6 separate regions of the Mus musculus genome follow, and regions 2, 3, 4, 5 and 6 are each linked to region 1. The links are chromatin contacts, called in public HiCAR-type and promoter capture Hi-C maps. All regions are on one chromosome and are shown on one strand. Each heading gives the region's core, a stretch centred on a gene start, on an enhancer-like site or on the middle of the called end of the contact. The rest is flanking DNA. Distances are from core to core; before and after follow the strand shown.

The links. Promoter capture Hi-C pulls out the DNA fragments that hold promoters and counts their contacts. HiCAR-type assays count read pairs that join an accessible place to other places.
Region 2: a contact with region 1 is called in a promoter capture Hi-C map of pre-B cells, with 5 times the contacts expected there. The contact joins the promoter of Strbp here to the promoter of Rab14 in region 1. A contact is called at or near these places in 2 of 39 promoter capture datasets (liver and pre-B cells).
Region 3: a promoter capture Hi-C map of pre-B cells shows a contact between it and region 1, with 2.2 times the contacts expected there. The contact joins the promoter of Ttc16 here to the promoter of Rab14 in region 1.
Region 4: a contact with region 1 is called in a promoter capture Hi-C map of pre-B cells, with 4 times the contacts expected there. The contact joins the promoter of Zbtb26 here to the promoter of Rab14 in region 1. A contact is called at or near these places in 3 of 39 promoter capture datasets (the C10 cell line, hippocampal neurons and pre-B cells) and 2 of 115 datasets of contacts at active chromatin or transcription factors (astrocytes and embryonic stem cells).
Region 5: a contact with region 1 is called in a promoter capture Hi-C map of pre-B cells, with 5 times the contacts expected there. The contact joins the promoter of Rc3h2 here to the promoter of Rab14 in region 1. A contact is called at or near these places in 5 of 39 promoter capture datasets (3T3-L1-derived adipocytes, cranial neural crest, hippocampal neurons and 2 more), 1 of 484 Hi-C or Micro-C datasets (B cells) and 2 of 115 datasets of contacts at active chromatin or transcription factors (astrocytes and epiblast stem cells).
Region 6: a HiCAR-type map of astrocytes shows a contact between it and region 1, with 5 times the contacts expected there. The contact joins the promoter of Pdcl here to the promoter of Rab14 in region 1. A contact is called at or near these places in 5 of 39 promoter capture datasets (3T3-L1-derived adipocytes, cranial neural crest, frontonasal cranial neural crest and 2 more) and 1 of 115 datasets of contacts at active chromatin or transcription factors (astrocytes).

What each region holds. Positions count from the first base shown.
Region 1 is chr2:35,198,199-35,203,010 of GRCm38.p6, reverse strand. It overlaps Rab14 (RAB14, member RAS oncogene family), which reads left to right and starts at 1,891. Exons shown (of 8, transcript NM_026697.4): 1 at 1,891-2,251.
Region 2 is chr2:37,700,412-37,705,223 of GRCm38.p6, reverse strand. Strbp (spermatid perinuclear RNA binding protein) reads left to right here and starts at 1,879. Exons shown (of 18, transcript NM_001379315.1): 1 at 1,879-2,032.
Region 3 is chr2:32,773,304-32,778,115 of GRCm38.p6, reverse strand. Ttc16 (tetratricopeptide repeat domain 16) reads left to right here and starts at 2,483. Exons shown (of 15, transcript NM_177384.3): 1 at 2,483-2,785; 2 at 3,021-3,068; 3 at 3,559-3,725; 4 at 4,044-4,134; 5 at 4,308-4,451. The coding sequence starts at 2,768. Ptrh1 (peptidyl-tRNA hydrolase 1 homolog) reads right to left here and starts at 2,295. Exons shown (of 5, transcript NM_178595.3): 1 at 2,221-2,295; 2 at 1,593-1,812; 3 at 1,310-1,409; 4 at 1,088-1,133; 5 at 523-994. The coding sequence starts at 2,286. The coding sequence ends at 812. Cfap157 (cilia and flagella associated protein 157) reads left to right here. Exons shown (of 9, transcript NM_025619.1): 8 at 99-288; 9 at 547-703. The coding sequence ends at 618.
Region 4 is chr2:37,440,688-37,445,499 of GRCm38.p6, reverse strand. It overlaps Zbtb26 (zinc finger and BTB domain containing 26), which reads left to right and starts at 2,328. Exons shown (of 2, transcript NM_199025.3): 1 at 2,328-2,813. Rabgap1 (RAB GTPase activating protein 1) reads right to left here and starts at 2,215. Exons shown (of 26, transcript NM_146121.2): 1 at 2,044-2,215.
Region 5 is chr2:37,420,457-37,425,268 of GRCm38.p6, reverse strand. Rc3h2 (ring finger and CCCH-type zinc finger domains 2) reads left to right here and starts at 2,366. Exons shown (of 22, transcript NM_001100591.1): 1 at 2,366-2,502.
Region 6 is chr2:37,356,494-37,361,305 of GRCm38.p6, reverse strand. Pdcl (phosducin-like) reads left to right here and starts at 1,974. Exons shown (of 4, transcript NM_026176.3): 1 at 1,974-2,163; 2 at 3,926-4,102. The coding sequence starts at 3,931.

The DNA.
Region 1 (4,812 bases), core at 642-3,141:
TCTCTCTGCCCAACTTGCTTCTTTTCATTGTAGATCTAAATAAAAGTGACCACTAGTGACACAGTCAACACTAGGCTATCTTGAAATCTCCTCTTCCAAGGCCATTAATTCATTAATTCTTCAATTTATCCTCCAGGAATTTTTAGGACAAAGTGGCCATATTCTTTGTCAAAATATCACAAGGATGGCCTCTAGGCCACTCATTATTCCCCTCTGAAATATCTTGAGTAGGTTCCTATTCAAATTGCCCTCGGCACTGTCTTCCATGTTCCTACCAGGATGGCATATTAAGCCCCACTTAAAATCTCCAATGCTTTTTCTAGTCCAAAGTCCCAGTTGTTTCCATATTCCTCCAACAAATGGAATGGTCATGACTGTCACACAACACCCCAGTCCATGGCACCAATTTCTATCTTATATATGTCATATGGGGCCCATTCTTATTTAAACCACCACAATGAATTAAACCACTGACCTCCAGGACTGGAAGAGAGTACCTTATGCTTATCAAATAATAATAGTCCCCATTCAAGGTATTATATGCCAGGAATTTTGTATGCATTGTCTATTTAATTTTAACAAGAAAGATAGGAATTAGATATCACATCCTTACTTTGGAGAAAAGTCTGAGGACCTGAGAAAGTAAATGACATGTATAAAACTGTTGTCTGTATCATGTATTTATCAAAACAAGAGATTTTCAAACTGCTATGTATTTTTCTAATGACATCTCACTTTCCTAAGGCAGAACCAGTTTACAACGAAAGGTTTTAAACGCTTAGAATTGCGACTTTTCTTTGGGGGTTCTGGAAAGGGCCATTTTATCCACTAGGCATGGTAGGGATAATGGTTACAGTCCATAGTCCCTTCAGAGACACACAAGATATGTACCAAATCCTTTAAAATCATGGGGGGAAACCTGGGTGTGATGGTGCATGTCTTTAACCATAACACGGGAATACAGAGACTGGCAAATCTCTGCAAGTTAGAGGCCACCCTGATTCACATAGTGAGTTCCAGGGGAACCAGAAGTACATACTGAAATCCTGTATTGAACCCCACTCCACTCCTCAAAAAAAATCAGGAGAAAAAAGGTCAACTTCTATGCTGAAAAAAAAAATTGCTTTGCTTTGCGTTATTAACATATCCATCCTTGTGGCAATGTAATTGTAAAATATAAATTAAACGTAAATGTAAGATAAATAACGTAAATGTCAAATAAATAATAAGATAAAAAAAGGAAATGTAAGATAAACGTAAATGTAAGATAAGTAAATCCACATCCAGGTTCTACAAGGCAAAAAGACGAAAGACCAAGAAAGTGAAACTGTTGCTTTCACCAAGGTGTCTTGGGAAGGTGGGAGTGGGAAGTGTCTTGGGAAGGTGGGAGTAAAAATGTCAAGTTTCCCTCTTCCTGTTGCTGGTGTCCGCAAAGCAAGGTTAAGCTAGACAAAGATGAAACACAAGAAAGGGCCACCTCCTAGCTACATGATTATACAAATGGGTTGGTCAATGTGAACCACCCTTTTGCCTCTGATGGCACGAGAAGCGTCTCTGGGTGTTGGCCAGCCTTGTTCCTACTAGTCTCCAATTGGTCTGTAAATGTTGAATAAATGCAGTAAATACGTGTGTGTTCCAGAAGCCGGTATACAGAGGCGGCCCAGTGATAAGCAGTTACGCGTATTAAAAATAGTTAGGTCTCTAACGGCGACAATTCTGGACAGACACTGTCAACCCTTAGAAAACAGCGTGCGAACCTGCGCAGTAACTCCGCCGGGAGGCGTGGCACACGACTACGCTTGCGCAGGCTCCTTTCCCCGCCTCCTTCAGGCGTGAGGACCAGTGGGGGCGGGCCGAGGCCGAGGCGGGTCTACTCCGGAGGGGCGAACTGACGAAGGGGCGTGGCCGTCAGGTTAGTCTCCACCACCCTCTTCCGGGCTCCGCTGGCTGCGCGCGCATCCTCCCCCCTTCTTTTGTGGTCCGGCCCATTGCGAGGGTGACAGGAAACCCTGTGCAGGGAGCGCCGCCATCTTGGGCCAGCCCGAGGAAGATCCTGAGGGAGCCGCAGGAGCAGCCGCCGCCGCCACCGCGACTGCCACCCGAGTGTCTGCAACCTCCGGCCAGCCCGCCTACCTGCCAGGGCCTCGGCTGACGGATTCCGGCCTCCCTCCCGCCGCGTCCGCCCTCCGCTTCCTCGTCCTGACGTCCCCCTCCCGTCCGGAAAGCTGCCCAGCCACCAGCAACCCCCCAGGTAACCAAGGCCTTCCGCAGGGGCCGCCGGAGCCAGCCTCCCAGCCCGGCCCTTCCAAGGGGCGGAGGCGAGCCGAGAGGTAGGCGGGCGGCGTCCCGGGCTGGGCCCCGCAGGCCGCGGCCAGCCCGGGGGTCGGCGGAGGGCGCCGGCCTGACAGGACTCCGCGGGGCGAGCTGTCGCCCGCGCCGTCCCGGGCGGCTCGCGCTCCCTGCCCGCAGCCGGGCTCCGAGGCGTGCAGGGAGGGTGTGTTCCCACCTCATCCGTCCGACCTGCGGGGCACAGCCGCGGCCTCCGCAGGCCCGAGTCTCGCCGCCTTTGCCCGCGGCTGTAGAACACCCCCGCAGTGTTGCCCCACGCGTGGCGCGCCGGCCTGCCACCCACGAGCCCCCAGCCGTGGCAGTCCCACCCTACAGGGCCTCAACAAAAGGCAGCGCTTCGGCGTCTCGGGCTGGCTCCCGTGTCCTTGTAAGCCACCGCTCTGTCGTCCCGGCTGAGGATTGGGCGTGTGGGACTGTGCGCGAGGTTCTCCGAATCCCTGTAAAGTCCCTGGCCAGCCTGCACTGGTTGGAACCTAGACAGCATCTAGAAAGAACGAAGGGAAAAAGTTTGGGCATCTCGAGAATTTGAGAAAAGACGATGGAACGGGAACGCTAAAACTCCAGTGTGTGCCAGACACGGGTTTAGGTGTCTTCACACATAGCTTGCTTGCTTCGAGTGCCTTTTGAGAGTTTTCCGCATTTTTTTAATAAGGGGCGAGGGACGGACCGAAGCCAGAAGTTGTCCTGTAGCTGAGTAATGATGGAACACAAATGATGGCTTCTCCCTATCCTGGCTGGTATGTTTTGTACTACAGTACATTCCACGAGGGCTGAGATACACAATACTGGATCGGTTCAGAGAGGAGACAACTGAATTCCATTTTCTCTCCATTCACACTGGGTGAGAACTGATAAGACCCAAAATCTATCATGTCAGCTGCTACTCTGGCAAATGCTCCTTGGAGGAGAGGTGGTGGTAGCATGTCCTCCGTATTTGTGAAGAAAGCTATGTTCTTGGTGGCTGCACAGCCAAGTATGGAAATTCTTGGAAAGTTTACTGGTCATGACATGTTGTTTCAATTACCTTTTATGTAAATGTGATTGTTGAGTACAAATTTGACCCATTAATAATGCAGCTTCCTCTTTTCCCTTCCCTGCAGCAGGCGATTATCTCGGGAATTCAGTGTAACTAGGAAATGGCAGAACCCAAGGCACAAAACCTTAGCCTACACGCTTTCGTGCATGGTCAAGTAAAATCGCCCAAACCATACCTACATGTTAGTTACTGAATTGATCCTAACCAAGTTAGCTAACCTCCCAGACTCAGTGTCCTTATAAATTGTGCCCACATTTCAGGGTCATTTTAAGGATTAACTAGAATTAAAGAAAGCTCAGGTTTGACATGCAAGTTGCCTGTAGTTTTGCTAGCCATATAATGGGTGTTTAATATCTGTTGGACAAGTACTGTCGAAGTAGACTCTGGCTTAATCTTACCTGCCCATTTAGTAGTATATAACCATCAGTAAATCACTTCTGACCCGGTTTCCTAACTTGTAAAATGAATTTTTAGGGTTAGAAATTGTTTATAAAGTAGCTAGTTTATATTAGGGGCTCAGTAAGTGGAGTTATTGTAAAGGTGTAAAAACCTTAGATTATAATTGCTATTGAAAATTCCTTGGAATTAAGGCTTTTTAAAAAAATTTGCTTTATATTTTTCATGTTAAATTGTATATTTGTAAACTTAAGCTTTGCAACAGAGCTTGAAAATTTCTTGCAGCCAGGTTTTATAGGTCTTATTTGCATACTCTTAGCAAGACTTGTAAGATAAAAATGTTCAAACTATAGCTCTCGAGGTGTTTATGACATTAAAAACGTTAGCAATGTGGGCCTGGCAAGATGGCTCAGTAGGTAAAGTCTTTTGCTGCCACGCTGACAACCAGACTTAGATTCTGGAACCCACCCAGAAGGAGGAGAGAAAGGATTCATGCTAGTTATTCTCTCTAATATCTACATGTGTGCCACATGTGCACACATACAGTCATACACAAGTATTTTAAAAGTATGCAGGAGACAAATTATTATTAATATTAAGTTATACTATATTTCAAACTTTTTAAAGTTTGCAAAATAAAGCATCAGTATAGTGAGCATTAATACTGTATTACTGATCAGTGTCTGCAGTGAACAGTCTTGGTCTATCTCTACACTGCTCCTACCAAACTCACCTGGGTCTGAGACAAGTCATTAGTAAGCTTTTACTAATTCTTTCAAGTGCAGGTACCATTGTTTTGTTGTTGTTGTTGTTAAATACTTTTATGGAAATCAGAAAACAGATTTGGGAGTACTTCATTTCTTATTCATAGCACACTATCATTAGTGGGAAGGTTTTGTCTTTCTCTGTGGACATTGTTAAGCAGTCTGGTATTTTAAATTTTTTATTACATTAATTTACACAAAAGTGTAATCTTAAGTGAGTTATGAAAAGTTGGTTTCAGAAATGGGCAGGTTATTTTCCAAGGTTGT
Region 2 (4,812 bases), core at 630-3,129, 2.5 Mb before region 1:
AGTACTCTGAGGTATGCAAAATGACAGATGAGGGCTCTAAGACCTAGATCTGTCAAGGTCACACAGCTAGTGCACAGCAAACCTGTATTGTGCACTGCAGTGTCTCTTCTCCCCTGGCAGACTTCCTTTTATACTGTAAAACCCAGCTTTAGTGATCTCATCCTCTGTGTATGTGGTCTTTCCTAACTTTACTCAGGCAGAGGGATGAACCTTTCCTCAAGATGCTTACAATCCAGGGAAGAGACTGAGCTAAACTACAGCTTGGTGACATAACAAGGCATTGTTGAACTGGTGATGCACAAGCAGGAAGAGTCTGGACCTGTGTCTCAGGGCAGTCAAGGGGCTCCAGATGGAGTATGTTCTAAACTGATAGAACAACCAGGTTTCCAGAAGGCTAGAATGAGGTGCCAATCAGACATAGTGATCTGGGGCTTAGCATAGACTTCAGGGATATGTTACAGACCTGGGGATAGCTAGGAAAGGACAGCTTTGTTGTTAATGAAGTGTCAAGGAGGGGCAATGGGAAGTGTGTATGTCCTGAAGTTGAAGGCCATACTCAAAGCTTTTTAACTCTAAGTATTAACATATTCTGTGAATGAAGTACTGAGGTCATATATTTTGGTAGTGCTGTGGATGCAACCCTGGACTTTGTCCATGTCAGGCAAGTATTATTGAGAATCATTTCCAGTCCAGAGCTGTTAATATTTGAGTCTGGTACAGGAGCAAGATGAGAAGGGGACCTACCAGGGGGAGTGTGGGAGGTCAGTCCCCTACTGTCTGCTCAAATTAAGTGGGGTTCTTTGCTAGGTTTGCTTTAGGCTAAGGACCTTGACTTATTCTTCAGTGCATTCTAGCACCCTGCCGAGTGTGGAGCATGCAACACACACTAAGCATGGGCTGAACCCCCTGGGAGAATGCTAGGCACTAAGAAGATGCCAACGTAGAGCTGTAAAATAAAACTTGAACCTTTTATTTCTTTCCCAGTACCACCGTTGGAACAAAGTGGGTAGGTGTTTAGCTAGACTACTCCAGACCTAAGGAGGGAAATAAGGAGGGAAAGGATTTCCCGGGCCATTAAGGGTGGAGTAGGGAGAGGAGATTTTGATTTTTGTTCAGTGCTTGCTATGTGCCAGGAAAATTCATATCTATTGTTTTATGCCATCTGCTCAACGGCTCTTAAATAGGAATTACAGTTTTAGTTTTTGTGAAGTGGAAACTGAAGCTCGAGCGGTTCGGTAACTTGGCCAAGGTCACACAACCGGCAAGTGGGAGGGGGAGCGAATCAAGGAGGGATCGGAGTCTCTTACTCAGCCAAGGTACTGCCTGCCCCTCCTCCACCCGGGAGGCATTGCGGCGCTTACTCCGTTAGCGTAAAGGCCGAGGCTGGAGCTGGAGAAGCATCCCGCACCGGGACGCAGAACCTGGGGAAGCCGGCTCTCATTGCGGCCGGGAGCAGCTCTCAGAACCTGCAGTTACGAAGTTAATGCGCGCTTAGCTCTTTTCAGCAGTTGGCCTCCGCCCAGCAACGCTTACCGCCGCAGGCACAGCGGGGCTCAGGTACGGTTTGCGGCCCGGGCTAGGCGCCGCGAGGTGGGCGGGACGCAGTTTACGTAAGCGGTCTCGCAGGTGCAGGCGGCGGCCGCGGGCCTGAGCGCCCTGCGCGCTCCCAGGTGCGCAGTTGACGCAGGCGACAGCGCGGCGCGGCGGCGGCGGGCGCTGGCCGGAGCTCTCAGGTGCGGCAGAGCGCGCGTGCAGGGGGCGCGCGGAGGGCGATGGGGCGGGCTTTCCGTTCCCCAGCAGCCGCGGGCCCCGCCCCCTGGATCGGCCAATGGGCGTGCTCGGCGGCGTCACGTGCTTGCCGCCGCCGCCGCGGTCGCTGCCGAAGCCGAGCTCGGATCCGCGAGCGCCACCAAGGCAGCAGCCGCCGCAGCCGCCGCCGCTGTGCTGAGGAGCCGGAGACGCGGGCGGACGAGGTGGCGGCGGCGGCGGAGCGGGAGCGGGGAGCGGACGCGGGCGGAGCGCGGCGGCGCGGGTAGGCTGCGGCGGGGCCGGCGCCTGCGCGGCGGGCCGTCCCGGGCGGGCGGCGGTTGAGGCGGCGGTTGAGGCAGTTGGCGGAGGCTGCCCGGGCCCCGCATTGTTTGTTGTGCGTCCTTAGCAGCGGCGGCGGCTGCTGAGGCGAGGAGCGCGGCGCAATCCCAGCCCCGCGGCTTGAGCTTTGTGGTCGCCGCCGCGGTACCCGGCCGGTCCGCGTCAGGACTGCGGGTCGCCTTGCTTGCTTTCGGGGTCGGGGTCGCGGGTCCCGGCCCTGAACCTCCCGAGGGCGTGGGCAGCGTGCGGGGCGCCAGCTCTGGGGAGGTGGGAGGGTTCCGGACTCGGGGCAGGTGCTGGAGGACGTTGCGGGCAAGAGCTGGGGAGAGGCTCGGGGGGCGGGCACAGGGTGTGGGCAGATTTGGGTGTAAGGGAGCGTTGAGGGACCCGGCCCCACGGTGACCAGGGCCTCAAGGGCACGCCTGGGGGACCCATGGGGGCCTAGGTCGGGCTCGAGAGGGAAGGAGGACGTTCCGTTTGGGGATTCGGATGGGTGTGTAGGGGGATTTGGGGCGGGCAGGGGCAAGTGAGGTGGTGGAGGGAGGGACAAGATGGGCACCTCTAGGCAGAAATGGAAGGAGCAGATGCCCTGGTTAGCGCTGCTTGTGAGGGGCAGAGAATGGGGCAGGCAGCGGGAAGGCCACCGGACGCCTGAAGGGAAATGGCGGAGGAGGGGTCCGTAGCTGGGAGTGTGGCGAGCAGGCTGAGCCCCAAAAGATGGAGGGAAGGAGTGTCAGAGGAGGGGGTTCTCTCAAATGGTGGCGGTTGAAATTGAGGGTATTCAGGCAGGAGATGTCTGTCTGTGTGTGTGCGCCCAGGACGTCAGGAGTTCCCTAGTGAGTATCTGGCTGGGAAGTATGGAAGGAGACAGGAAGGGGTTGACAGGCTTGGGGAAAATGGCTTGGTTCTGTATTCAGGGTAGAGGAGGATAGAGCAAGTGGGAGGAGGAGTGGTTTACACAGGTACTGAGTTTGAGGGCTTTGGGAGAGAAATGGGGATAAGGAGGTTATGTGGAGGTTTTAGGTTGGGTGGAGAGAGATGTCAAGGCAGGAGGTGTGTGTAGCAGTAAAAGGGCAGCAGAAGTGAGTGAAGCGGAGGGTGTTTGTGTGAGAAATTCTAGTGGGCACCAGCAGAAGAGGAAACCTTGAGGTTGGGAGCACCCTGGAAAGGGATGGGGTGTGTGGCAGGATGGAGAGTGGGGTGGTGAGCAGAAGGGAGGGAGAGGAAATATGGGAGTGGTAGGTAAGGTGTGTGTGTGTGTAAATGGAAATATTCCCAGGGCAGGAGGTGTGGAGAGAAGTTGGGAATGAGGAGGAAGATGGAAGCGGGGGTATGTTTGAAGGGAAATCAGTAGTAGGATGTAGGGGGTATGTTTGAAGGGAAATCAGTAGTAGGATGTAGAGGAAATGAAAGGAGTAGGCAGGGGACAGAAGAAAGGGTATTTTGTAGTAGAAAATGTAAAGGAATAGTACTTATACTGAAGGAAAGGAGAGGTGTTTATGGGTTTATGGCTGTAGCTAGAAGGACAGTTGTATGGAGTTGGTGTGCTGAGGGAAGTAGGATGCTCATGTTTAAAGCAGGAAATGACTGTCAGAGAGGGTTCAGAAGTAGGTTACTTAATTAAGATTTTGGAAGATTCAAGGTGTGGAAGTGTGAGGAAAGATTGGAGTTTTACAGTGTTAAGACATTAAAGGTGGTTGCCTTTAATCTCAGTGCTTGAGAGGCAGAGGCAGGTAGAGCTCTGAGTTAGAGGCCAGCCTAGTCAGTTATAGGAGAGCCAGGGCCACACAGAGAAACACTGTCTTGAAAAACAAAACAAAGACAAGCAAACAAGCAACAACAACAAACCCAAAAGACAGTAAAGGGTCCAAAATTAAGTCACTGAGAGATAATAAAGGGTAGAGTGCAGATGTCCAATGGGAGGAGAAAACTAGGGAGGATTATTTTCAGGCTTAGAGGAACTAGAAATTTGGGACAGTGGACACAGGATGTGGATCCTAGACTGATTAACAGAGAATAAAGGACTTTCAATTGCATACAATATCTTTTTTTAAAATTTTTTTTAATTAGTTATTTTCTTCATTTACATTTCCAATGCTATCCCAAAAGTCCCCCCTCCCCTCCCCCCTCCCCTCCTCCCTGCATATAATATTTTAAAGTTAATTTTTTTAGGATCAAAGAGGTGATGAGCCCCACTTTTAGTTTTACAGCAAGTGAATGGGAAAGGAATAAGGAAGAGCTGACCACCTACTTTCAAATTGGGCAGTATGTGGTGTGTATTCACTTAGCTCTGTTGACTGAGTAGACATGTGGCTATACATTGTGAAGAATACACCCAAAAGGTAAAGGAAATGGAATTGCAGTAGGTGCATAGTAGATGTCTTTGTGAAGCTTCCTGAAAGCAGGTCCCAGAGGCCAGTAACATCAAGAGCTCAAGAGAATATGCAGTTGATATGTTGTGTCTCAGGTACCCAGAAGCTTCCTGGGACAGTATTTGGGTGCTGGATGATGTAATATCAGAGTCTCATGCTACAGGCTGACAAATATAATGTAAGCTTCTAAAAGTGGGAGAAATAGAGCCTTTGGATTCTAACCTTTAAAATGTTAATAACCAACACTGGATTGTCAGCTCTTTTTTTAACCAAGTAATTGAAGTAAACTTTAGCTGAGGCCTTTAGGTTCTTATGTATTTTGGTTTGCTTTGATGGTGTATGTAATGTTAGC
Region 3 (4,812 bases), core at 1,234-3,733, 2.4 Mb after region 1:
TGAGCAGATAGCCCTGTGGGGGCCTCAGCAGACCCTGGCTCTCCAATATTTTTCCTCTTGTGGGGATGGAGGGGATGACCCTGGATCCCTCTCCACAGCCAACGCATCACCCAGACATCCAAGGAAGGGGCTGTTTCTCTGCTGCAGCAGCTCTCGACCATCACAACCTATAAGCCAGGGGATCTTGGGCTGGTGCCTCGACGTCCGGTCCGCATCCCACTCAAACCCCAGGATCTCAGGCCCCTCTCCTATATCACCCGAATGGGGATCTGCCAGAACACGAATGAGGTAGGGGTGCCAGGAACCCTAGGCACAGCAAGCTGACAGCTGTCCCTGGTTCTGCCAGGCTATAGTTGGGTAGCCTCAGGGATATGGTGGAATCTCTTTGCTCCTCCCCACCTAGAAAATGACCCAATGGAAAAAGGCTAAAGCATTATACCCATGATCCCTTAGGAATAGGGTTTGCCAGACCCTCTTGTCCCTACCCACTGGTGCCTAACCCCACAGGAAGCTTCCAATTTCAAGTTCGTATCTTTAATCTTGCAGATCTACCCATCTGGAGCTCTCAAAAGGTTCAGAAAGTTTACCCTTCCTAGACCTTTCCTACACCGCAAATAGCGAACGGGGAGACCAAGCTGCTGCAGAAACAGACTGATGTGGCCACAGTCCCTCCTTGAATCTGCAAGTAGCCTGGGGAAACCCAGGGAAGTTATATAAACATTGGGTACCACTGTGTCATTGCAGTTCTGTGGCCCTGTCTTGGCTTCATGGCACCGGCAGGCAGTCAAACAGGTAGATATATCCACTGGTATTAGAGGCCTGACAATGGTCCCTGGCTTCGAGCACGGATGTGGTCCAGGAGCAGGTCAGTGGCCTGATCCATCAATGGGGACAGTAGCTCCTGCTCCTCCGGGGAGAAACAGCCCAGGACATGGTTCTCCACCATATTAGGGTGTGTGGGGCGCCCGATGCCCACCAGCAGCCTTGGCATTGCCTGTAGGGTCCCAGGGGAATGAGGATGCATTGGTGAGATACAATGTCAATGCTAGCCACCCCCACCCAGGGCAGGGCAGAAGGGTAGACTCACATTGGAGTTCAGACAGCTAATGCAGGAACGGACTCCATTATGGCCCCTTGAGGGGATATGAAGAGCAGTTAGTACTTTCTGAGGCAGTGCCCTTCCTCCATTCCCTTGCCCAGGCCTTCTTCAGAGCAGCCCAGCCTATCGAGATAGATAGTCTCAACAATCTTACTCCACTCCAACAGAGGCCAGCATCCCTACCCAAACCTACGCACATAAGAGCCTCACCTTGCGCTGCCCCCCAGCTTCAGAGCCAGCTTTCCCAACGGCTTGTCCAGTTCATCATGGACCAGATAGATCTCCTCCGCAGTCAGCCCAAACAGCTCCGCTTGGCACAGGGAAACAACACTCTAGTTACTGCATATCTGCTCAGAGGGGTCACAACAACCCCCATATGTAAACAGGCTTCCCCAAGCCTTCACTGTAGTAATTGGGGCTCACCAGGCACTTGTCACAATTGAACCCTCTCTCTGGTCCCTGTGCCCTCTTATCCATGAAACCTACAACTCACCAGCTCGGGCTACGCTGCGCCCGTTGACGTTCATGAGGCGCCGCGGCCGGAGCAGTACCAGCTGAGCATCCCCGAGCGGGGCCAGGGCGAGGTCAGCAGCACAGCGCGAGTCACGAGTCCAATTCTCCGCCACTCCCAGTCGCCTTGCTATTTGCCCCAGCACCGCCATGCCCACACTGTGCCGGGTGCCGGGCATTCCGTGGTTCCCCAGGCCAGCCACCTGTAGGCAACACTCACTCAGGACCCAAAACATTGACCAGGAAACAGAAGCGACAGTATTGGGAAGGAGCACTTAAGGGTCTGGGAACTCCTGGAGGCCCCACCAGCCAGAGGATGCCGCTCCCTGGTGCAAGAGCAAAACTAAAAGTTTGGAGCCAGTTAGTATTGCGCCTATTTGACTAAGTAGAAAAAGGGACAACTATCCCGAAAAGATGGTTCCGAAGGTAAGGTTGCTGCTAACCCTGACAACCTGGGTTCGATCCCCAGAACCCACATGGTGGAAAGAACCCTCTCCTAAGTTGCCCTCTGACAGCCACAGGGCACATGCATACAACGCATACACTTAAATGTAAGCGTAGCTGCGGAGCCAAGCCCCGCGTCCCTGTGTAGCCACCCACGCCCCACTCACCAGCCACCGCTTCCCGGGGAACCGAGCCTCGGAAACCTGCCGGCTCAAGGCCCAACTCCGCCGCATCCCTGGACTAAAAAGACCGGACTTCAACGTGCCGACTCCCATTCACAGCCAGGACCCCGCCCCTTGACGTCAGGCATCCCTAAGCCAATAGCATCACGACATGTCCAGCGACGCCCAATCCAGGCTGGGTTTGGCGTCCGCCATGTCTCTGCGGGGCGGAAGTGGGTGGATCGCGGGCCCGGGCGAGTGTCTGGGTGCATTCCTCCGCGACGCGTCACCCTGTATGGCTCAGCCTTTGCTCGGCCTTTGCTCGAGGGCTGGTACCTCGTTAAGTTTCTACCCTGGCCCGCGTCGGCGTGCACTGCCCATAGGTTCTTTCCTTGACTTAGGCCTTGGCTTGCCTTGCTGAGTTTCTAGTGACTCTCGGAGGCGGGGCCAAGTGGGCGGGGCCTATGGACATCGTGGACCTGGTGCCTAGCAACAACGGAGCTAGGGAACCTCAGAGTATGCTTAGCCCAGAAGTTAGCCTAGAAACCTGGCCATGACAGACAGAAGCAAGGTGAGGGCTGAGAAGGGGAAAGCTGAGGCAGAGGTCGGGGCCGCAAGAAGGGCTTGAGGAAGAGCCAGTCAAGCCCTTCAGGGGAACTGGGAGAGGTCAGAGGTCATCATTTGTAGTGTGGTAGGGGAGAAGGGTGACTGGCCTCCCAGTCCTAAGGGAGAGAGAGGGCAGAGAGATTTTTTGGGGGGGTTGTTGTTGTTTTAACGTTTTGGGGTTTTGTTTGTTTGTTTTATAGACTCAGAGAACTCCATCTGCCTCTAGCTCTAGAACGGGGTTATTAAAGGTATGCACTACCGTGCCCAGCCCAAGTGGAGAGATTTTGAGGAGTGAAACACAGAACTTGAGGACTGATGAGACATAGGTTCCCCGATTCTGGTGACTATGGGAAGGGTGATCACACAGAGGTGAGAAGCCCTGGGAAGAAGTCAGGTGAAGTGCTTGCTCAATGTGACCTGACGAGTGTGAGAATCCCAGGGCGGGAGTCACAAGGAACCTTGTGCAGCAGGGTCTGAAAACGATGAGCAGCTAGAGCACAAGGTGAGAGCAGACAAAGCCCAAGAGGAGAGCAGAGGGTGCAGTGGTTCCTTGACCTTGACCACAGGACAGGGAGAGAGGCAGGGCTAGAGAAATGTTGGAGCCCTGGGGGACTGTTGAACCCCAGACTAGGTGTGCCTTCTACCAGGAGGCCTCTTCACACCTCTTCCAGTAGGCAAAGCTCCTGGGGGAAGTGTTCCTGAGGCCTTCTGAGCTTACTGCCCCTGGCTTGGTTCCAGGAGCCTCACAGTGCCCGTTCCCAGAAAACTCCAAAGCTAAAGGTTCCTGAAGCCCCAGAGAAGATCCTGCGACGCATCTTTGGGACCAGTCATGTGTTCTATGTTATGACAGATCCTACAAAACGAAGGATGATAGGATCAACAGTGCCTGCCAAAGTCAGAGAGTAGTGAGTGACTTCTTTGTCTCCAACTCCAGGTTCCTACTCTACAAAACCATTATTAATACTGGGTTCAGCTGCAAGCTGGCTGCTATCCCTCTCTGGGTCTCAGTGAACAGCGAGGGTAGAGGGATAAGGGGCTGATGCCCTGGAAGAGCTCCAGGAAGGTCAGCCTGGCCTCTGTGGAGCTCTGATGGCTTTTGCAGCCTCTTTACCTCAGCCCTCCCTCCTGCATACCCCATTCTAGCCCTGAGAAGGTCCTGGGCTGGTCCCAGATCAATACCAGATCCACTGCCTGTCCTGTCCTGTCCTGTCCTGTCCTCACAGCTATAACCAAGGCCATCAGTGCCTCCTACAAGAGGACTGGGAGATGTCTGTGCTGTTCTTCTCCCGTGCCCTCCACCTGGACCCCAAACTGGTAAGAGGAGAGTCAGAGTGGTCCCCAGGGAGCAACTGGCTGGGCATAAGTCCCCCACCCCCTGTCACTGTCAAACCTGCTTAGCCCTTCCTCCCAGGACCATCAGATTCTGGAACCACCTGGAAGGGAAGAAGTTGGAGAGGAAATAACAGCCAGGGTCTCTTTGCCTTTAGGTAGACTTCTATGTATTCCGTGCTGAGGCCTTCATCCAACTCTGTGACTTCTCCTCTGCCCTCCAGAACCTCCGCAGGGCCTACTCCTATGACCCAGGGAATAACAAGTACCTGAACCGGCTGGCCTTTGTGCTCTACCTACAGGTGCCTCAGCTGCCCCACCCGCAGGGGACTTCTCACCTTATCCCCAGCTACTGGCTTGCCCTTCACCTACAGGGAGCCTTCCTGGGATAGGATCTGAGTTCTTGGGGACTCCCGGTCTGTGCACCTGTTTACACCAGCTGCCCCCATCGCTGATTTATTAATTTAGCTGGAGGTGTCTAGAACTTCTGCAGTAAGGCTCTGACCTACCCACACTATCCAATAGGGTCACCACTGGCCACATGGAAATGTTGAGTCCTTACAGTGTGGCAAGTATGACTGAACTAAATTTTAAATTCGATTTGGGTGGGTTGGGTCCGTAAGGGGTGTGACTCAGTGGTAGGATGGCAGCTTGGCACACAGA
Region 4 (4,812 bases), core at 1,079-3,578, 2.2 Mb before region 1:
TTAAATCCAAGGGCATATTAAAAGAATTTTGCCATGACCAAGTAGGATTCAGCCTAATGTAGGATCAACAAAATAAATGAAAGGAATACATTGGTACAAGGAGTGGGGCATATGATCACCTCAACTGATGTAGAGCAGCATCTATTCAAGATAGCATGCTGCATAAAGCTTGGAATTGGCAGAAAATTCTTCAACATGAAGAATTCATAGTGAAACATATGTACTCAATATAAAGCCAAAAAAAAATTCCTGTGCTGGACGTGGTGGTGCACGCCTTTAATCCCAGCACTCAGGAGACAGAGGCAGGCAGATTTCTGAGTTCGAGGCCACCCTGGTCTACAAAGTGAGTTCCAGGACAGCCAGGGCTATACAGAGAAACCTTGTCTCGAAAAACAAAAAACAAAAAACAAAAACCAACCAACCAAAAAAATCCTCTTTGCATTTGGAATAAAACAAGGATGTCCACTTCTACTTTATTGTTACTACTCCTGTTCAACATTGTATTAAAACTGTTTGCCCTATTAGGAAAAAAAAAGCATCCTGCTGGAAAAGAAGTAAATGATTTCTGTTCATAGACTACACCAACGTGTAATAGAAAGATCAAAAGAGTCCACAAGAGGGGCTACCTGAATAAATGAATTGCAAGAGCTATGCAAACACACTTTTAAAAAGCAGTGCTTTGTTTGTTTGTTTGCTTGTTTGTTTTTCGAGACAGGGTTTCTCGGTATAGCAGTGGCTGTCCTGGTACTCATTCTGTAGACCAGGCTGGCTTCGAACTCAGAAATCCACCTGCCTCTGTCTCCCGAGTGCTGGGATTAAAGGCGTGCACCACCATGCCCGGCTAAAAGCAGTGCTTTTTTTAAATGTATTTTTTAGACACTAGCAATAAGCACTATGAAAATTGAGGCAGACCCTGATAAAAATGTGTGAATGAACCAAGAATGCAGAAAACTAAGAAGACATTTCTGAAAATAATTTATATAAAAGGCCTGAAGAGGCACCTTGTGTTTATGGGCAAGAAGACATAAAATAATAATAATAATAATAATACTATTCAAAGCAACCTACAGATTTACAAAAACGGAAAAAAAAAAAAAACGTTCCAAAAGCCGTTTCCCAAGAAATGGTAGTCAATCCTCAAATCAATACAAAAGTATGGCTGAAGATGTAGCTCAGTAATACAGTATTTGCGTATCATGAAAAGTCCTAGGTCCAGTTCCTGATACTAAATTCAGATGGAAGTGAAAAACATCTCGAAGAACCAAAACAGTCTTGAATAAAGATGGAGCACTCACAGTAAATGCCAAACTGCCTGCAAAGTTACGATTATTAAAGCAGTATGGTACTAGCACAAGAATAAACATAGACCACCGTACTCTAGACAGCCCAATAAGAAACTCTCATAAAGCGAACTGATTTCCAAAAAGTCCACTCAATGGGCAAAAAGTTCACCTTTTCAACAGATATTACGGAAAATGGATATCCACAAAATAATACAAGGAGTTAATGCGGGAATAGCTAGCAGTGGTTATACAACATTGTACAAAGCCACTTAGCTTTAAGCTTGGAAAAAGATTAAATTGATAATTATTTCTGTTTCCTATAATAACACCACCAAACGGTAAATAAAACAAATGTAGAGAAAGCAATAACTAAGTGGATGGGCAAAGTAAAGGGAATTCAGAATGATTTCCAGATTTTCTCTTTGGGAAGAGGCCCTGTATGATTGTTTCACCAAACAAGAACTATAGCTAGGTAGGCCTGGGCATGAACTTGTTACGAAAAAGGCACACTAAACACTGGACAACAGGAAATCGGTCTAAGTGGCTGGCTCCAGTGCTCAAGAGAGGTATTCAGGTTAACCACAGATTTGTGAACGGCTAGGGTAACCAAAGATAAGGAAGGCAAGAGATTGACCTGGGAACATAAAAGGAAGATTTCCTAAGAAACACCAGTATCCACAAGGGACGGGACCCAACAACAGCTTTCTGCATTCCAGGCTCCCACGCAGCGAGTCCACATCCCTGGGCGGGAGGGACTTACCACGGCTTGTTCGCAGACAGGCTGCTCAGGCCCATGCAGGCAACGGTCAGCGGGAGCACTTCGTGACTGCAGCCGCGAAGAAGAGAGCTCGGGCCCGCCTTCTACCGAAGAACCACAAGCAGCAGAGCTCACGAAGCCGACCCTCCGCAGCCCGATTCCCTGGCCTCGCCCCGCCCACAACGCGGAAAGTCCCTCTCAGGGGCCCGTCGTCCTCCGAGCATTCCGATTGGCGGAGATGACCATGGGACCTGGAAGTTGTCTTTGTCCGGCCAGGGCTGCCCTTCCGGTTCCGTTGGGTCCCCCTTTGGCTCAGGTTGCCTGCCCCTCCCCCTTCCCGGAGCCCCGAGGGGCCGCAGCTCCTGGTTTTGCCAGATGTAGATGGCGACCTTCCCCCCGGGTCTGTAAGTTCGGAGGCCACCCGAGAGCCGGGCTAGGGTGCGGGGTCTCTGGAAATGGAGCCCCCGTGGGGACCTGGATCGGCCGCAACCTGCCCTGGGATGGGAGCCAAGGAGCTGGTCTAGGCCCCCAGACTTTTGAGCCATTGGACTGGCCCATGCTGCATCCCACTTTCTTCCCCTTCCCGAATCTGCAGTGGGGAATCTCAGGATGCCCCAGGGACCGCTTCCTGAGACCCTCTATATAGGGCCCTGTAGCTGGCCAGGAAGCCAGACTCTGGCATTTTGTAAAAAGTGCTGCAGTTGAGGCCGGCAGAAAACTGAACGGCGGGAGCTAGCCAAGGCAAGGCCTTCAGTGCCAACCGCGAGTCTACTGTAAGTGCCAGGTTTTGATGGGTTTTACCCTTGCTCAACCGCGGATTACAGCACCTTTTGAATTACTGGTGTTATGCCATTCAATAGAGGTTCATCAAATATCCAGTGTTCATCTCCAGTTTGGAAGCGACATTTATAAGCAAATTGATGTTCGTAAGAGGGTGGAGGGTATGCAATATGTTACTTTAATCAACTGCTCTAAGGACAGTTGCTGGGAAGCCTGTAGAAGAGAGTGGCCTCTAAATCCTACTTCTTGATAAAGAGAACTCGTGAAATTACTTTTTCCAAAAAAAGAAAAGTTGTAGTGGTACTGAGACGTTACAGACTATGAGAAAAAGGAATAGGGACAGGGAGGTTGTGTACATAAGAGTTTGAGTTGGAGAAGTAAAGTGAAATCCAAATAGTGAAAAGTTTAACCAACACTAAATGAGATGAATTATCTTTTTGAAGCTCTTTGAGCAGGAAACTGATATGGTCAGATTTGTACTACAGAAAGTAATTTTGTTCTCTGGGAAGCCTGTAGAATAGAAATAGCTGACTCTGGGTTCTCTTAGCTAAAGTCTAGGTACTTATATTTGAGATTATTTTGAAAAGGTGATGACGTCCTGGTGAGATGCATTAAAATCTAAAGTAGAGTTACGGTATTGTTACAAGAAAGGAGGCAAGTGCTAATGTGTCATAGATAATTATACGCTGAAAGAGAAGAAAAAGTAAGTCTTAGAATTTAAGCAGTTGACATTTGAAGAATAGCAATGCCATAATCAGAAATAAAACCACAAAGAATTACAAATTCAGTTTTTGAGTTTGAATTTATGTCTAAAGGGATAGTGACATACAGCTGCCCAGTGTAGGAGCTGGGGACACAGATATGGAGATGAGCCTCAGCGTCATAGCATGTAGACCATAAGAAGATCTGGCATCCTAGAGGGTGCACTGAGAAAGAAGGTTACTGGGAGGACAATGGCTACGCTAATGAAGCAGGAACTCCAATTGGAGCCAACAGTAAAAGGGAGAAAAGAACACAGGGTTGAAGCAACTAGGGTGACCCAAATATCAGAAGAGGATTTTGAAGAGAATCCCTTGGATCTTTTTTGTTAACAGGATGGGTAAGAAGCAATTTTAGTAGATGAGGTAATGAAATATAAAATATCAGAGGCCTCAACTGGTTTGATATTCCATTGGAGAAACGTGAAAGATTTGTTTATTTACTGAACATGTTTAAAGAGCACATAGCAGGCACCATTCTAAGTTCATTTGAAAATTAACTAATAGGCTGGAACGATAGTCAGTAGATACAGCTCTTGCAGAAGATGTGGGTTCCGTTCTCAGAGCTCACACGGTGTCTCAGAATTATCATAATTCCAGTTCCAGGGGATCTCCTACCTTCTGGCCTCCATGCGCCAGGCATGCGAGTGGTGCACATACACACATGCAGGCAGACACTCATAAAACAATTACTTCTTTAATGATGAACTTACTTAATTTTCCTTAGCAGCCCCATTTATTATTGGTTGAAAAGAATCCTGAAACAGACTGGATAAGTAAGTGGCTGAACAGAGTTCTAACTGTAGAAATACGACTCCAGAGTCCGTGCTGTACTCACTGTACTGTGTTATGACTAGATGGGAGTCAAGGAGTGGGAGAGTGTAAGGAAAAATTGGCTTCTTGATTAAAAAGGAGACCTCTAAGCATAGCGAGGGTGAGAAGAGGTAAGTGATGAGTTTATGTTGTATTGTGTATATGTTTTTTCTTTCTTCTGTCCTAAGGTCCACTTCCATTCTATGCAAACTTAGGTGTACTTTTTGTACTCTAATGTTTTCATTTACAATCTGCTTACCATTTCAGTGAGGTTTCTTCTACAGCTTTTGATGTGTGGTGTGTTTCTAACCAGCTCCCCTGGTGGTGCCAGGAAGGCTCTTTTGGTGGATTTTGATAAGCAGCCTATGATCATCTCCTCTAGTAGTCGCTAGGTTAACTGAATGACATACCAAGAGATCCA
Region 5 (4,812 bases), core at 1,117-3,616, 2.2 Mb before region 1:
GCTACATTAACCACCTGGTAATCTATGAAGCCCAAAGACTCACTCTCTCCTGCCTGTTTAATGTACCACCACCTGGCACATTTCTGTTATTTTCAACTGGACAGTGAAAAGTAGAACTACCTACTGGGGCTGGAGAGATGGCTCAGTGGTTAAGAGCATGGACTGCTCTTCCAAAGGTCCTGAGTTCAAATCCTAGCAACCACATAGTGGCTCACAACCATCCATAATGAGATCTGACGCCCTCTTCTGGTGCATCTGAAGACAGGTACAGTGTACTTATAATAATAAATAAATCTTAAAAAAAAAAAAGAACCTACCTACTGGTTTATATATGTACTAAAAGGTAGATAAACAGATTACCAACTGTCATAGGGCTTGTATTTTAATGGAGGTAGACAAACAATTGTTAAGTTTTTGAAATTAATTTGGAAAAATGCCAGTGATTAAAAAATGATAGGGAAAGCTGGGTCGTGCAGATATCAAGGATCAAGGCCAGCCTGGTCTATAGAGTGATTCCAGGACAGCCAAGACTATACAGGTTTTTGAGCCCTGTCTAAAAAACATAATAGGGAAAGGAAGGTGTGATTGTTAACTTTTAATGTGGTTTTCCATGTTTGGGGAATGTTTCCTGTGTGAAATGGAAAAATATCAAATGGAAGTAGAATGGAAAATGCACACACAGTAGGTTAGGGAACATGTATATATAAAATTACTCATCACTGTCCAGTTGAAAAGAACAGAAATGTGCCAGGTGGTGATGGTGCACACCTTTGAGCCCAGCACTCCAGAGGCAGAGTGAGTTCCAGGAAAGCCAGGGCTACACAAGAAACCCTGTCTTGAAACAAAAACAAAAAGAAAATACCAAAATGTACACCTGATTGTTGGGAAACTTTCTTTTTTGATTAACATAATTGGATGAAATTATGAATAATGAGTTATTAATGTATAGCTGGTGGGGCTGCCAGGTGGTGGTACATGCCTTTAATCCCAGCACTTGGGAAGCAGTCAGATCTCTGCGTTTGAGGCCAGCCTGGTCTACAGAGCTAGTTACAGGCTAGCCAAGGCACCAGAAAACAAAACAAACAACAAACAGGTGGGGCCAATGGATCTTTCACAAAAAAAAACAAAATGCAAAAACTAAAAAGCCGATCTTGTCACACTTGCCAGAAGCTTTGTGTCACTGGAGCTGCAGTTGTAAGCAGTTCAGTCTATGATTCTGCCTGGACCTTTCAATTGCTGGGTTCACAGGGATGCACCATCACATCTGCATTTTTTTTTAAAGATTTATTTATTTATTATATGTAAGTACACTGTAGCTGTCTTCAGACACTCCAGAAGAGGGCATCAGATGTGAGCCACGGTGTGGTTGCTGGGATTTGAATTCAGGAACTTCAGAAGAACAGTCGGTGCTTTTAACCACTGAGCCATCTCGCCAGCCCCACATCTGGATTATAACTCATGTATATTTAAAGCTTCATTAGAGAAATTTCCATATTCTAACTTACATACAGATTATTATCATGGATGTTGCTGAACATTTTGTTTCACATTCAGTTGCACATCATTAGCATAGATTCACAATATTAACCTTTTAGGATTACTTTGATAAATTAACTATAAAACTAAAATGCTTTTAAAATATCAGTTATCATACAGCCTGGCATATTTGTTTATAATTGTTGCTTTTCTCATCCTTATTTTCAGTCTTTCTTCATAATTCCTACCTTACAGGTTGCCATAAGTCCTCTAACAAATATTGAGTTATAATTCCAAAACTTGTAAAATTTGATCCTTCTCACTTTTGAGGCATCTGGGATTTTAGATGAGGTAGGTGGGTTTGCCAAACGTTTTCACTTTGGTCCTGGTTTTTGTAAACTGGAGAATTATTTGCTAATCTGGTTAGTATCTCACTACAAAGAGAGTAAAGTAGACTGTAACATAGATGAAGCAGGTTCTGCTCTATGGATGATAAATTTAACGTTGGCTCAATCTTGCAAGCCTCCTGGTCAAGGCTTAGATGTGCAGGGAGTTTCCCATAAGGCCCTTCGTCTTGCCTAGTCCTCGCATCATCTCCCACAGTACTCTGGGGTTCCTTTGTCATGTGACGAGGGTGGCTTTCTTCTTCAGAGGGAAACTGATGCGCAGTTCTGGTGGCCGGGCCACTACGCTTCCCTTCTGCCCCAACTCCCGGGCTTGCGTAATCTCGCGTGAAGTGAACAGTATCTTCTCGCGAGAGCTAAATCGGGATCCCTCCAGGTCCGCCTCCGTGGTGAGGAGGAGGAGGAGAAGGAGGAGGAGGAGGCGGAGGGAGGGAGGAGGAGGAGGCCCCGTCGCGGCCTTCGCCGCCGCCAACGGGGCTGTCCCTGTAGCTCCCGATGGAGTTTGAGGCCCTGAAACCGCCGCCGAGCTCTGCCCCGGCGAGACGAGGCGCCTCCGTCGCCGAGCCGCGCCGTCGCGGGGCCCCCGGGAGCGGCCCTTAGCGACCCCGCCCGGGCCCCTCAGGTAGGGCGGGGGCGGGCAAGATGCGGCTGGGGCCCTGGCCCGGCTGCCGGGTCCTCAGAGGTGGGGCGGGGAGCTGTCTCTGCCCGGCGGCCTGTGCACGGTGGCCGCCGGTACCCCGAGGGTTGGGAGTCGCGGGCCGCACCTGACACGACAGAGAGGCCCCTCGCTCTGGTAGGGCTTTTTGATGCGAAGCGAAACGCTCAGATGGCCACCTTTCTCCAGCACCGGCTGAAGGGACGCCTCTGACCACTGAGGATCCCACCCGAACAGAGGCCGGCTTCCTTCTTTGCTTAACCCATGTAGGAAGAGGGGCTTTCGAAAAGGTCCCCGAGATCAGGTCCTGTCTTAGCGTTTTCTTTTCAGCCCTTGGGCTTACCGAGACCACAGCGCTGGGATGGAGGCGATCTGAGTGTTGTAAATAGGGACCCTGGCTAAACAATGCCCAGGGAGGGCTTAACCTCCCTGGAGGGAGATGGCTGGACCAGGGGATGTGACTAGGAGCGATGGCATGAAGCACAGCCAGGGAATTCTGCTATAGTTTTCTTTCCCCCTTTCTTATTATTTTCCTTGGGGGAGCCTCATAAGGAGACTCTTCCACCATCTTAGGAGAATGGTAGAAAGCATCTTTGTTTCTAAGAGAAACAGCTGTACTTTTCTGTCGTTAGGAAGGAGATAAGGGTAGCTGTCATTTCCATCCTTGAAATCACCAGAGTTTTTAAGATACTGGCAGACACAGCCTTCAGACCAAAATAGTCTAAAGTAATCACAGACATTAAGTATTCAAATTCAGTGATTCTCAACCTGTTTAGATTTTTGTTTAAGCTCCACCTCGGTTCTTTTTAATCCCACTGTCCTCCTAACCTTAGGACCCTAAGGAATTTCTTCTCATCTTGACCCACTGTAATTAGAGTTGACTTTATATCCCGAATAAAGTGTTAAAAGTGTTTTACAAATCTTCCTGTCATTTTTAGTAGTCAGGCTTTAAAGTTCCAGTAAAAACTTGGAGTTAACCAGAGAAAGCTAATAATGGCACACTAAAGTGATATTATTTGACAGAAGGAAAGAAACGAATGTTCTAGTTGGTGGGTCTAGTCTCTTTGTGGTTAACTTGTATACACAGCCTAAGACTTGGACTCATTAAGAATAGTTTGTAGATTCCTGTTTTTACCTTTTATGTGGTTAAAAAACTACATCACTGATCTGACATCAATATCCATGTTAAATTGTTTACTTAAATTGTTTACTAACACAGTCAGTTCTTGAAAACCCAGAGACTATTCTATCCTATTAAAGGCTATTTTCCAATATTACCATTGTTTTGTTGATTTGGTGATTCATGTTTCCCACATTCAGAGTTTGGAAAATTGCTTGAAGGACAAAACACTTAATATATTTTCTAGTCTTGTTTAGGGAAGACAGGTACCATAATTAAACAGGCTTTTATTCTTCGAGAATTGAATTGAAATCTAATTCATTAGTGGAGCCTTTGAATTACCCCATGAGTTATTGTTGTGTTAGTATGACATGCAAGAAGACGTTCTTGTTCATGTTTTCATTAATTTAGTTTCTGTGTTTGTAATTTGCTGCCTTCCAGTTGTCAGAGGCATTATTTTCTACACTTAGGATTTTATATTTTAAGACTAGAGCCTGTACGTTATGTGATGGGTAAAAATGCTATAAATTTGTAAAAAGTTTTGTTTATTTTGTTTTTTGTTTTGTTTTGTTCTGTTCTTTGAGACAAGATTCCCCTTCACAAGTAGCCCTGACTGTCCTGTAACTCACTATGTAGACAAGGCTAATATTGAACTCAAGAGAACACCTGTTTCTGCCTCATGAACACTGGGACTAAAGGTGTGCACCACCATCCCTGGCTTAACAAGGCTGTAATAAGTACATGCTTATTTTTGGTTGGACCTGGTTGAAATTTCATTTCCTAGAGATGGAAAAGGGAAGTCTATGATTAAAAATAAAGCTAGTTGGAAATTAAAGATGATTTGTACCCAGTCTCGTGAGAATTGTTGATTACATCTCTAATTTCTAATTCCATTTCTAAATCCTTAAGTGTGTGACTCGTACCTCAAAATTTCTAATAAAAATCAGATCTTGAGTATTATTTTATATTATTTGTAGTCGAGATTTGCTTTTACTACTTGATAGCCACATGTGACAGTTAAGGACTTAAAATGGAGTTAGTGTAATTTGAAATGTGTTGTTAAATGCAAAATGTATACTACATTTCAAAGACTTAATGGAATATTCTATAACATTTTAATATTTAGGTTTTTACATGATTACATGTTAAAATGATAT
Region 6 (4,812 bases), core at 725-3,224, 2.2 Mb before region 1:
AATAGAAACCCTTTGTCGGGGGGTCACAGATGCAAAGGCTTATTATATGTGACTTCTGAGGAGTCTAATTTTAATCATAGCTGTGTGGGTACCACCGTGGGCATTCTTGAAATAATCAGTTCTCTCTACGTGGTCTTAGTGCTGTCCATAGATCATCATGCTCACCATTCTGATGTCTATAAGCCTGAAGGAAGATTACAGATTAGAGCATCATTTGACTGGTGTTCTCTGATTCTCTACCACCACCCCAACCCCTGTAACTTTGACAAGTTAATTATTAAGAGTATGATCTGGGTAGTAAGACAAAAGCAGCAGTGAAAAGTAGGCTTGCTAAGTGCTGGGGTCAGGCTAACCCATTCATTGGCTACTCATTTGCTTTCTCCTGTGGGCCTGCACCAGGGCACGGAACCCAGGTCCTCTGGAAGAGCATTATAGTACTAAAATGCTGAGCCATCTCTCCAGCCCCTCTCGTCCTCCACCTCCTCCACACACTTCTACAACAGAGACTGCAGCTTACACATGTTCTTGAAACTAAGCTCAAGGTCCTCAGAGCAGCAGATGGTCTTCTTGGTTGATGAAAGAACTCAGTGGGGAAACCCCCACTCAGCTCCCGATTCGGCGTGCACCCAAGAATCACGAATAGAACACAACACCTTGATGTAACAACAAGAGGTTTTTAATGGCGGAGCTCCGGGTCGAAACGTATCTCACATAACAGGAGACAGTGGATTCGACCACGAGGCTTGGAAGCTAGGGGTTTTTATAGAAAAGGAGTGGGGCTGGGGGAGGAATTGGCGCGGTTTCACATGATTGGTCCATTTAAACATCAGCAGCCTGTAACATTTAACTTAGGTCAGAGGGGTGGGAGCTAGGGAGGCGATGGGCTTGCCCGGGCATGTCCTGGTCTGTTCTGCTATGTTCTCAGCCCCAGGTTTCAAAGCTCAGAAACAACTCTTTGGGCTATTTAACATACATTACATGAATTACAGTTTTATTTCCTTTCAGTTGACATCTTTCCAAAGAGACGGTCCAGGAAAAGCCCCAGGTCCCATTTGAGTTTTTCTCCACTCCAGCTCTTGCCTAGCCCTCAGGTTAGGTCTCCAGGTTAACTTGGGGGCACTGGGCACCCTTCAACCTGGGGGCCACAGTATGTTATCCCTGCACAGAACTTGCATGGCAGGGGTAGCAGTGGGGGTGGGATGGCATGGGGAGGTACCTTGCATTTCTGAGTCTAGCCCAAATACTAGCCCAATCCTGGGCCAAATGGGTGGACGTTGGAAGCTTAGTCAGGTCTGATGGCTCATCCAGCTCTCCCACTCCATCACCCCCACCACCCAGTTGGGGCAAGAAGATGAAATTCTAAAATGTGAACATAGACAAATTTGCAGTAACATCTAGGTGGTCCTAGAAACAGGAATCAAGAAACCCCCTTTTCAAATTAAGAGCCCTATCTTAAACGCTGCATTTTATACAAATCGAGCAAATTTGATATGTTTTAATTAGCACACGGTTTAATTTGCAATCTCACAGTTGTGTACAAGACACGCCAACTAAGCAGTTTGAAATCATTTGAGGTTTAACAAAAGTTTTCAAACATAGGGTAGTTTCCTTGACTTTTTTTTTAATCTAGAATTTTCAAAGGTAATCATTATACATAACTGTTGTAAACTCTGTAAACTACAGAGTCAACTATTTGACTAACATTAGTTGATAAGAGTTATTCAAATTTCTTCAGTTGTCCATGCTCGTTTCCAGTCCAGCAATCCAATTCAGGTTGTCATACAACTTCTGTTCTTTGAGTTACTTATTCTTGAAGAAGTTAATGTTTTCGAGTTATTTTTCGCCTTAATATTCCTTTGTAATTTGTCTCGAAACTTGGAACGTAAGTTAATAAAAATTTCATATTTAACTAGAAATACACATCTACGAGTTTTGTCCTAAGCTAAGACCCGTAGCTCCTCCTCAGACGCCGAGATAAGCTTCTTGTGATTGGGTAGCGTGCGTCCGCCGCGACGCCGGAAGGCCGTGTGATTGGTCCGCAGAGTCCACGGCAGCTTTTTCTCTGTCGCTCAAGGCTTTCGGCCACTTCTCTTTCTCTAGGCGAGCGTCCTTTGTTGGTGACAGGAGCTGCTAGTCTAGAAGGAGCAGACTGAGCGAGGCGAGGTAACTAACTGCGCAGGCGTCGGCAAGGAGGAAGCGGCGGGCCTAGACATGGGTGGGGCAGGAGTTTACGCGCCTTGGGCGAACTACTTTGCTTCCCGGCTCCTGGATCCCAATTCCTCTGTACTTCTCAAATTCCTTTGGAGACTCGGAGCGTCCCTCCTCAGTACCGCCCTCTTCACTGTGCCCTCCCCTGCCCTGTCCTCCTCGCTACTCCGCCTCCTCAGCCCCACCTTCCTTATGGCTCCGCCTTCTCCACTCCGTCCTTACAGCTCTGCTTTACTTAACATCCTGTCCCTGCCCTTTTGTCCCATAAGCTCCGCCTTCCTGGAAGCTTAGCCCCGCCCTTCTGTGTTCCACTTGTGCAGCCCTGTCTTCTTCACTGTCCTACTTTCTCTTAACACTCTTAACTGCCTCTCTTGGAAGCCTTTCACTGGCCCTGCCCATATCACTGCTCCTCCTTTTCTGTGCCTCTCCTTAGCTCCACCCTCTTCATGATCCTCCACCTCTTCAAGTTTACTATCCCCACTTGAGGTTTACTTTCTGCACTGCGGGTGCATGCCACTTCTGTCTGCCAGTGTTCTCACCTCTCAGCAGCCCAGTCTCCTCAGTACACTCCTCCTCTTCTGGCCCCGTTTTTCACTCATCGGACCGAGTTGTGGCCCTCTGGCACATCCCAGACAAGGAAATTGTAAAAGTTTTCTTCCTTCCCCTGGTGCTGGCACTTTCCTCTTGGTTGCTGTTCAGCGTGCACAGTGCTCTGTCCTGACTGGAATCTGCTGTGTGGGAGAGAGGTAAATTGTAATAGAGTAAATACCATATGTTAAGTCTCTTCTGAAGGCAGCGCAGTGTTGATATTTGGTATGCTTAGAGGAAGGACGTTTTTGTTTGTTTGTTTTTGTTTTTGACTAGTCATTCCTGCCGGAGTCTTTTTTTAATTTATTTTAATTAATTAATTAATTTTTTTTTTTTTTTTTTTTTTTTTTTTTGAGACAGGGTTTCTCTGTGTATCCCTGGCTGTCCTGGAACTCACTCTGTAGACCAGGCTGGCCTCGAACTCAGAAATCTGCCTGCCTCTGTTTCCCAAATGCTGGGATTAAAGGCGTGGGCCACCACTGCCCTGCGCTACTGGAGTCTTAAACAGACTTCTAAAGCACTGAACTGTACCTTTTCCCAAAACATCTGGGTCCTAGGTGTTCTTTAACCATCTGGCTCTTATTTAAGTTTTGTCGTGGAGACTTGCTGGTTATAATTGGTCCAGCTTGAGACCATGTATCTAGGCTCTTAGTGAGGCAAGGAGTGAATGACTTAGTTTCAACAGTATACCTACCCTTGGTAGTCCCTTTTGAAGTTTTCCCTGAGGACTTTCTCCCAATTTGTTAGCAGTCTTAAAACTAAAAGTGTATACGAATAAAAACCACACCAAAAGATTCCTCTTACCCAGTTCACACAAGTAGACAGTAATGCCCCTCTCAGGCTCCTGGAAGTCATACATCAGTGGGTCTGTTAACAGCTTCAGCCTTTGTTGCAAAGCTCAGCAAAGAAATGTGCCTTATCTAAGCCTTGTTTTTGCCTGCTATAACAAAAGCCTGGTAAACTATGGCATAGATCCAGGGTTGGGGTTTGTTGAGATTCTGCTTATGAAAACACCTTTAGATTCTTATAAAGTTCTGGGAAGTCAGTCCAAGTGTACCTTGTATGGTTCAGATTCATGTCTTCCTTGCTCAAGCTAGCAAAAAATCCTTGATACATTTTTCTTTTCCAGGCACCATGACAACCCTGGATGATAAGTTACTGGGGGAGAAATTACAGTACTACTACAGCACCAGCGAGGATGAGGACAGTGACCATGAAGACAAAGACAGAGGCAGGGGAGCACCAGCCATTAGTTCCACACCTGCAGAGGCTGAGCTGGCAGGCGAAGGCATCTCCATCAATACAGGTACTGGAAGGCTCTGAGCTCTAGAAATGGACTCAAAAAAATGTCCTTTAAAGTGTGTATCAGTTAGAAGTCCTGCTCTCCTTTCTCCAACTTCTGTCCCACTTTCCTTCCAGAGATAACATAGTGTAGTCTGTCATTGTGCTTGCTTCTGCCCTTTCTCCTTGCAATGCAAATCTATATGCATATCAGCATGGAAGGGAACAGTCTGCACTGAGTTTGACAACCCATAAATCATATATGAGTATCCTGGTAGGATTAATTCCTAGAAATGGCATTTTTGCACTGTTAATTTTTAAAATTAAAGTTTCTATTATTATTGTATGTATATGCACGGTCTGTATGCGTGGTTACAATTCCAAGATACCAGTATGGAGATAAGAGGACTTTTTGGAGTTGGTTCTCTCACCTTTACAGTTAAATTCCAGGAATTTATTTACCTCAGATCTCCAGGAGTGGACTGTAGGGTGAGTTATCTCCGTGGCTCTTATACTATTGTTTATTGCTTTTAGTTTGTAACTTTCTACTTATGAGGATTGGCCGAGGAATTTGTTCATGCTATGCAAGTGCTCTGCCACTGACCTATAGCCCAACCCACTTTAACATCCAAATATTGTCAGATTGCTTAAATTGAGGTTGTGCTTGTAGTTCAGCCAGCAACACAATATTTTTCTTTATAGTTTTCCTCCTTGCTGACAACTTGTAAAATTTTT